2 separate regions of the Mus musculus genome follow, and region 2 is linked to region 1. The links are chromatin contacts, called in public HiChIP or PLAC-seq maps. All regions are on one chromosome and are shown on one strand. The core of a region is the stretch at or near the end of the contact, and the rest is flanking DNA. Distances in the headings are between cores, read along the strand shown. Region 1 overlaps Gm39913 (a long non-coding RNA gene). Region 2 holds the start of Pak6 (p21 (RAC1) activated kinase 6).

Region 1 (3,986 bases), core at 960-3,459:
GTTCTCCCCCTTAGCTGAAACACAGCAGCCTTTGCTTTGGCCATTCCCATTGCTTTTGAGCTTTCTGTTTTCTTTACCAAACTTGCCTAATGTCTCCTTCAAAATCACTAAGACTGACCAGAGTCCCGATCCCCAACGAAGCTGAGTAATGTCCCATACTTAACTTTTTCTTTCTTTCTTTACTTTTTCAAATGTATAAAATGGTTTATAAGGTTTATAAGGTACAACTAAAGACCATCGCACAGCAGGTGAAGCATACCTACTTTATATAGGTTCACCATACACAGAATGGGACTCCAGGAAGAGTCCTATAGAACACTGCATTCTGGCTTCCTGTGTGATCCACATCTGCTCCTTTGACGTGTGATTCTTCGAAGATGAAGTCCTAGCAGAAGTCATATGAGGGAGTTCACAGTCTCATGGAGTGCACTGCGCTGCTGCTGTCCATGCACGCAGTGGACTGAAGGACACTAGCTATAGGATCCACACGGGAGCAGGTGTCCCACCATCATGGAGCTGTCTTATGTGTCATAGTCCATTCTTATATATCTATCAAAACGTATACTGAACAATGACTTCTGGGTTGCAAAAGATTTTAACCTGCCTTCCATGCCTTTGTATACACACACACACACACTACCTGTGCCAACTTTAAAGGGCTAAAATTGCTAAACAATCTCATATTGTTGATTATGTCATAAAGAGTATAAATATTCCCTCAGCATCCCTCTCTCTGCCCAGATCTGCCTTCCACTTCTTGCCCAGCTATTGCCTGTCAGCTCTTTATTAGAACCAGTTAGATACAATTCTAGATTGCCTTAGGCATGTGAGGAAGAATTACAAAATAGGAGACAGGTGATGGGTCACAGACATAACAATACTAAGATGCTGCCAGCATTTAGCTCTGCTCATACAGGCTGGCCTCAAACTCAAAGATCCTCCTGCCTCTGCCTGGGATTAAAGGTGTGCAGCACCATACCTGGTCTCACTCTTATTCTTCAATTAACATACAAAATAATGACCTCACTTTGATATTTTCATGTATCTCACATTTTAAATTTTGTGATATATATCCAAATCCAATTCTATTTTGCATAAAATGGGATGAATCCAACCAGTCAACATGTGACTTAGACCATGTGGAAAGGGACTCACCAAACCTGTAAGAACACACAGGCATTATTTCTCTTAAGCTTAACTGACTCTGCTTTTCCACTGCACTGGTTTTAGAAGTTACACATATCCATTGGTGTCTTATCTCTGTCACAGAACATAGAGGGCAGAGTAGGTTGGTCAAAACAAACTCCTAGAAGGTTTTCTGCTTTCCATTCTTCCAGCCAGAGATCTGTGAATGTGCAGGAATCACACTGGCCCCAACTATCATCCCTCATAAGTAAATCAACCTGGCGTCAACACAGGGTAAAGCTGCAAGGGACGTGCTTTACTGAGACCTGCTACCCGCCAGCTACAGCACTTGTAGCCCAGTACTCTGCCGCCTTATAGCCCAGGCTTTCCCACTGGGTTTTTCCAGCTTTGCCTCCAGCCACAGTCCTGACTGAGCATGCCCACTGCCTTCCCCTGTGTGTATATCACTTTGGCGCTTACACTCAGATTAAACCATCTTTAAAATGACACTTCAAAAGACTTCTCATGGACTTTCAGGGCTTGAGGGGTGGGAGAGATGAAAGTATTCACTGGTAAAGTATGTGTTCAGTATGCACAAGGCCCTGGAATCGATCCCCAGCAACCCACACACCGTTTTCCCTTATAAACCCAAATGAAACCTCTGATGAAAAAAGGAAAGATGCAGGAGGCCAGGCTAGGGATGTAGTTTAGTTGGTAAAATTCTTAATAACATACATGAAGCCCCAGGTTCAATCCCAAACATTGCATAAAATCAGGCTTAGTAGTGAGATCATGCCTGCCGCTAATCAATCCCAGGAGCTGGAGGCAGGAGGACTGAGAGTTCAAGATCCTGCTCAGCAGGGCTGGAGATGACACGGCAGTGAAGAGACCTCTTTCAGAAGACCAGTGTTTACCTCCAGCATCTGTCACACCAGTTCCGGGGATCCAATGACCTCTTAGCTTCTGAGGAAACACACACAAATAATAAACTTTTGAAAAAAAAAATTCACCCTCAACTACAGAGCAGGAGTACAGTGTCAGGGTTTTGTTTTGTGGTTTTAAGGGGAACAGAATTACAGGAGGCCATTGTTTCAAAACTATCTGAAAAGCCAGGTTAAAAATAGAGACTGCCCCACCCAGGGATCCATCCCATTAAACAAACACCAAATCCAGACACTGTTGCATATGTCAACAAGATTTGGTGACAGGACCCTGATATAGCTCTCTTTTGTGAGGCTGTGCCAGTGCCTGGCAAATACAGAAGTGGATGCTCACAGTCATCTATTGGATGGAACACAGGGCCCCTAATGGAGGAGCTAGAGAAAGTACTCAAGGAGCTGAAGGGGTCTGCAACCCTATAGGAGAACAACAATATGAACTAACCAGTACCCCCCAGAGCTGTGTCTCTAGCTGCATATGTAGCCAAGGATGGCCTAGTTGGCCATCAATGGGAGGAGAGGCCCTTGGTCTTGCAAAGATTATATGCCCCAGTGCAGGGGAATGCCAGGGCCAGGAAGCAAGAGTGGGTGGGTTGGAGAGCAGGGCGGGGTGGGGTATAGAGGACTTTCAGAGAGGAAACTAGGAAAGAGGATAGCATTTGAAATGTAAATGAAGAAAATAATAATAAAAACCAAACGAGAATCAAAGTCACCAAGGTGAAACTAAAATGTCTACCTGCTCTTACCGATCTGAATTAAAGTGGAAACAGCCAAAAATCTCCCAGACTTGCCTACTTGATAAAAAGTTTTGTCTTAATCCTTAACACAAAAGGAGTTAACAGGAAGCTAGCTTTCCTGCAGCAAGCAGTTGCTTTCCTACTGTTCCTTATCTCTGTCCCCATCTTACAAGGAAACCAGCCAGCCTGCTTTTCAAAGCCCTTCTCCATTTATAAAACCTCATGGAGAGCCTCCGTGGATCCCTTGTAAGGTCTCCGGTCTTCCTCATGAAGCCCCAACAGTTCCTCGCTGTAAGTGGCTCCCCACTGGAGTGGATTCTCCTGCCTTTGCATTGAGCACACCACCCCAACATCATTGTGGTTTATGGGGTGCTAGGCATTTGCCTAGCATAGTCTATAATCTCAGCACCTGGGAAGTGGAAACAACAGAACCTAGGAGTTCAAAACCAGTCTGGGTCATGAGACCCATCCCCCCATCCACCCCCCCAAAAAGACCTGAGGCGAGATAGAAAGACAAAAGGACATTTAGAGACTTGAGAAGAAGAAAGCAGCCTTTTTTCTAGGTGACAAAGGAAAGTGAGGTCCAGTGACTCTCAGCTTGCCTGCTGTGACTCTAATACTGCTCCTCATGTTGTGGAGACTCCCAGCCATAGAATTATTTTGTCGCTACTGCATAACTAATTTTGTTAGTTATAAATCATAATGTATGTTTTCCTACGGTCTTGGTAATCTCTGTGAAAGGGATAGTTGACACCTGTTGACCCACAGGTTGAGAATCAGTGTCGCACAGTTTCATGGAAGCTTTCTCTTCTTCCTGGGGTGGGACTTTAACTCAGGAGTTAGGGGTACCAGAAGCCCATAGTCACACAAAACTTATACCCAACCACTGGAGGGAATCGGGACAGGCACTCAAAAAGTTGGAGGCAGGAGCTGATACAGCGGCTATGGAGGGGTACTGCTTCCTGGCTGGCTTCCCTATGGCTTGCTCAACCTGCCTTCTTACAGAATCCTGGACCACCAGGCCAGGGATGGCACCACCCACAATGGGCTGGGCCCTTCCCCATTGATCACAAATTGAGAGAATGCTCTACAGCTGGATCTCATGGAGGCATTTCCTCAACTGAGGCTCTTTCCTCTCTGATGACTCTAACTTGTGTCAAGTTGACACACAAAATCAGCCAGTACA
Region 2 (3,986 bases), core at 485-2,984, 170 kb before region 1:
CCATAAATTTGCTTCTGACTTAACTTGCTTCTGTCTGCTTTTAGAGCCTACGTGGACCGTTTATAATTGTTTCCTCACGATGTTATTTTGAAGGGCAAAAAGGAAAGACAGAGTTCTCTAAAACTGCCTACCTAGTTCAAGGGAAGACGTTTCCTGTTGGCCCCTGAGTGACGTTTGTATGTGGATTTTGATGTCCCTCTTGTTGGACACTGATGTTGTCCCTGTGTGCAGTCTGAGACCTTTGCACAGGCAGTGACTGGGAGTCCTGGTTTTAGAAGATTAGCTTGGTGACTAGGTAGATAAGAATGAGCAATAAATGACATAGGCCAACGGAGAAGAATGCTGATGTTTACCAAGCTCTCGGATGGACAGTCCCTGGCCGGGCAGCTTTGTCTACGGAATTCCCATAATCCTGGGAGGCAGGTGAAATTGTTTCCATTTTATAGATGATGACACTGAGGTTCAGTTGATTAAACAGCAGGCCAGAGTCACTCAATTAGTGAACAATAGAGCTGAGATGTGAGCTCAAGACTGAAAATTCAGAGCTCAGGGAGTTAGCCACATTTTAAGAATGAATGTTCAAAAGTGATGTGAATACTTTAGTGCCCCCTTGGGTAGTTAGAATCAGAAGACTTCTAGCTTTCTCGTGGCAGTACTTGTGGGTCTAGGAACACGTGGTGGGCAGTGTGGGCTGGACTGTTCACAATGGGGCAGCTACCACATAGGTTTGAGGTCAGCCTTCAGCAGAGTTTAGAGGAAGCCACAGAGAGATTATGGAATGATGCCTGGGAAAAGGGAAAAGGCAAACAATTGGCTAAGACGGGAATTTGGGCACTTCCCAGATGGACATGAGAGAAAATGACCAGTGAAGGAGGCAGGAGGCTCAAGACAGTGAGGGAGGGGCCATGCTTACGGAGTGCTCTTCAGGGAACCAGCAGGTGGGCATCCTGAGTCTCCTTTCCTCCCATGCAACTGTTTCTAGTTGTGGGAGGGGCGATGCTGGAGCAGGGGAGAACAGAAAGATGGTACCCACAGAGCTGAGTACCCCACCCTCCATCCTCACCCTTTTTGCCCTTTAGGACAAAACCAGATGAGAACGTGCAGCCCAGGTGTGGCCACGCCTGCCAGGGCTGAGACCCACAGCTGCAAACCTGGGGCGCGGATGGGAAGGGGGTTAGGCTTGGCTGTGAGCCAAGAAGGTCTGGTTTCTGGGGAACAACGGTGAGGTGAACTACAGTAGGCTCCTCTGAATCCCACCCCTCAGTCTTTTCTCTCCCTCCTCCCCCTCAGCAAAGGAAAGCAGTAAGAAACGTGTTTTTTTATAAATAGCTCCAGCCCCAGCTGATTTGTAAATTCAGTGGGTTTTTTTGTGTCAATGACATCACCCTCCTCCCCATGGCAACCCCCGACGATATCAAAATTGCCAGGCAACGTTGGAGCTGCTCGCGCCCTACAGGAGCAGGTCGCTGCCTGAGATTCTAATGGAGAAATCCCAAAGTGAGCTGGGGTGCACGGTGGAGGAGGGGTGCGCCGCGGCCGGGGCTGCCGGGCCCTGATCGATTGACCAGAGGAAGGCGGGAGCGGTTGTCGCTTGCTCCGCAGCTTGAACACACCGGGGGCTCCACGGCCAGCTCTTCCTGACAGCAGCGGCAGACCACAGCAGGTGGGGGGAGGGCACTGCTCGGTTCCTGACATGCCGGGAGCAGCAAGCAGCCATCCAGGTGACTAAGCCGGCCCACCGCCACTGAGTCACCCACCCACCCTGGCTTTTCTTCCTTCCCCCTTTGCATCTGATTATTTGGGGAGCTGAAAACTTGGAGGTGTCCCTGAGGCCCGCCCCTTCTAACTCTCCCCGCCCTACCTCGGCTTGGAGGAAAATGGAACTCGCCCGGAAGCTGCCACTACCCCCTAAGGACATGGAAGGCACGGAGGGAGCCAGAGGTGCCCATGGAGAGACCTCGGCTGGCAGAATACAATAGCAGACATGGTGTTCGGGCTGCCCGTGTGTCCTCTGAAGGTTCTGGGAGAGAAGGGGAGTCTAGTCCACACCGACTGGAGTCCTTCTGGGCTGCCTTTGCGCTCACCTCTCAAGGGGATCTTTCTGTAAAAGGAAACGTGTGGCTTCCAGGGTCACTGGTATTTGGAGAGCAAGACTGGATTGGCATAGGCAGGCCTGTGCAGGTAGGTGGCTCTGTACTGGGTGTGGACCCACGTGTGTGAGAGGGTGAGGGTGTGTCACAGTGCGTATGCGCCCAGCCAGATCTGAGGACAGCCGCTGGTCAGCAGAGAGCTGGGATGGGGACCTGACAGGGGTTGATTCTGATCGATGCTGGGCCAGCCTAGTCTTGAGTGCATGTTGGGGAGAAGGGACAGCAAACACGTGGCCTGAGCAGACAGAAGGACAGCTGCCTGCTCGGGCAGGCCCAAGCCCTGGCTGGGACCACAGGACAGAGACGTGGCCAGATGCCAAGGTAGGACGTGGTCCTGAGGCCTGGCCAAGTGTTAGGAACTAAACTAATAGGCATGGGTGTGCAGGTTCATCTCTTGTCTTCCTGACAGCCCTGAGTGCCCAGAGAACACCTTTCTAACAAGGATCTTATCACTCTCCCAGGCAGAGCTGTTCAGCTCCTATGTGTGTCCCTGCTGAGCTCAAAGACACATCCAATGAGCAGGCTACAGGCCGGGGCTCGGCTGGGGGCCACCCTGAAACCCCCTTTCAGGCATGCCCCTATGTGTGACAGGCAGAGGGGTGTGGGCCCCCTACCTCCTCCACACAACTGGCAGGCTTTTAGGCACATTGGTGAGTAAGCTGCCGCAGGCAGGGAGGTTGTGCCCACAGAGATGAGATGACACCAATCAGGGACCTTCTGGGGAAAAGCGGCTGAAAGAGAAAATCACCGGGGTCTTTCTTTTTCTTTCTTTTTTTTTTTTTGCCTAAAGGTAGCACCAAGCTTCTGGGCTCCAGACAAGCACCAGCCTACAGTGGGAGAGGGTGAGGCCCAGCTGCCCAGAAGGAGTGCCAAGGTAAGGTCTCCACTGTGGCAGCAGGTTCTGGATTCTTGAGCTGGGGACAGGGTATCCATTTATTGAGGCCACTCCTCACCTAGGCCAGAGAAGCTAACTCCGTGTTCACAAAAAAAAAAAAACAAACAAAAAAACCAAAAAACCAAAAACTGTGAGCTCTTGGACTAAGGATCCCTGAGGTGACCTGACTGTTGGCCACCCCCTCTTCAGGTAGATTTTGAAACAGCTCGGTGGAAACCAGTTTCTGGCTCTGGGCTTGTTTCTACAGTCCCTGCCTTTGCTTCCTGCTCCTGCCAGACCAAGCGAGGGCCACCAGCACTTCTTCCAAGAAGCCCTTCTCACCTGCCCCTCATGTAGTCATTCTGCAAATATTTATGGTGCGTCCTCTGCCTACTGGGCTCCAGCCCCCACTGGTGCCCTTTCCCTGAACTTAACCTGGCAGACTCTGACTCTGAAAGTCAGCATGAGGCCAGGGCCAGGGGCCTGCCTGGGGGCAAGCTAGTGCTACCCTTAGTCTTGCTTGGGCTTACCACTTCTGCTCAGGATTCTGGGCTGGTGGGCTTCATCAGGCCCCAGGAACTCAAGTCCATGCCCCAGGGAGCAAGGTTAGTGCAGTGTAGCCACTGGTGTAGAATGCCAAGGTCAGAAAATGTTGCATTCCTTCCGGGGAGACAGGGGTGTCTTTCCCTAAGTTGGTTCTGATGAAAACTGAGTTCCCAGGGTGGGCTTGGGAGCTCACCTAGTTAGGATTGGGGGTTGGTCTTTGGGTTAAGAAGGGCCCCGCTCTGTGGGCATTTTTACCTACATTTTTTTTTTCTGGTGATAAGCCTGGGAACTCGCATGACAAGGGCACCAAGGGATTTGGCACCAAAAATGAACCCTTCAAGAAGTATTTGACTTGGGTGGAAACTCTGAGCCCTGCAGGGCATAGGAACTGCATAACCTTTCTGGTGACCCCTCCC

Evidence for each region. HiChIP or PLAC-seq counts read pairs in DNA pulled down with a chosen protein or histone mark.
Region 2: a contact with region 1 is called in an HNF4G HiChIP or PLAC-seq map of pancreatic cancer cells. The contact joins the promoter of Pak6 here to the enhancer-like site in region 1. A contact is called at or near these places in 4 of 39 promoter capture datasets (the C10 cell line, the HPC-7 cell line, hematopoietic stem and progenitor cells and 1 more), 3 of 115 datasets of contacts at active chromatin or transcription factors (double positive thymocytes, embryonic basal ganglia and pancreatic cancer cells) and 2 of 9 other capture datasets (adipose tissue and liver).

Annotation. Positions count from the first base shown.
Region 1 is chr2:118,835,577-118,839,562 of GRCm38.p6, forward strand. It overlaps Gm39913 (a long non-coding RNA gene), which reads right to left. Exons shown (of 2, transcript XR_866660.2): 2 at 1,814-2,088. Knstrn (kinetochore-localized astrin/SPAG5 binding) reads left to right here. Exons shown (of 9, transcript NM_026412.3): 9 at 1-636. Among named protein-coding and RNA genes, the nearest start is that of Knstrn, 24 kb to the left of the region's middle. Within about 2 kb of position 2,210, at least 18 of the 459 cell types and tissues checked have an H3K27ac peak or open chromatin away from gene starts, as enhancers often do. A contact at or near this core is called in pancreatic cancer cells, where this site is marked.
Region 2 is chr2:118,661,843-118,665,828 of GRCm38.p6, forward strand. Pak6 (p21 (RAC1) activated kinase 6) reads left to right here and starts at 1,735. Exons shown (of 11, transcript NM_001033254.3): 1 at 1,735-2,181; 2 at 2,941-3,024.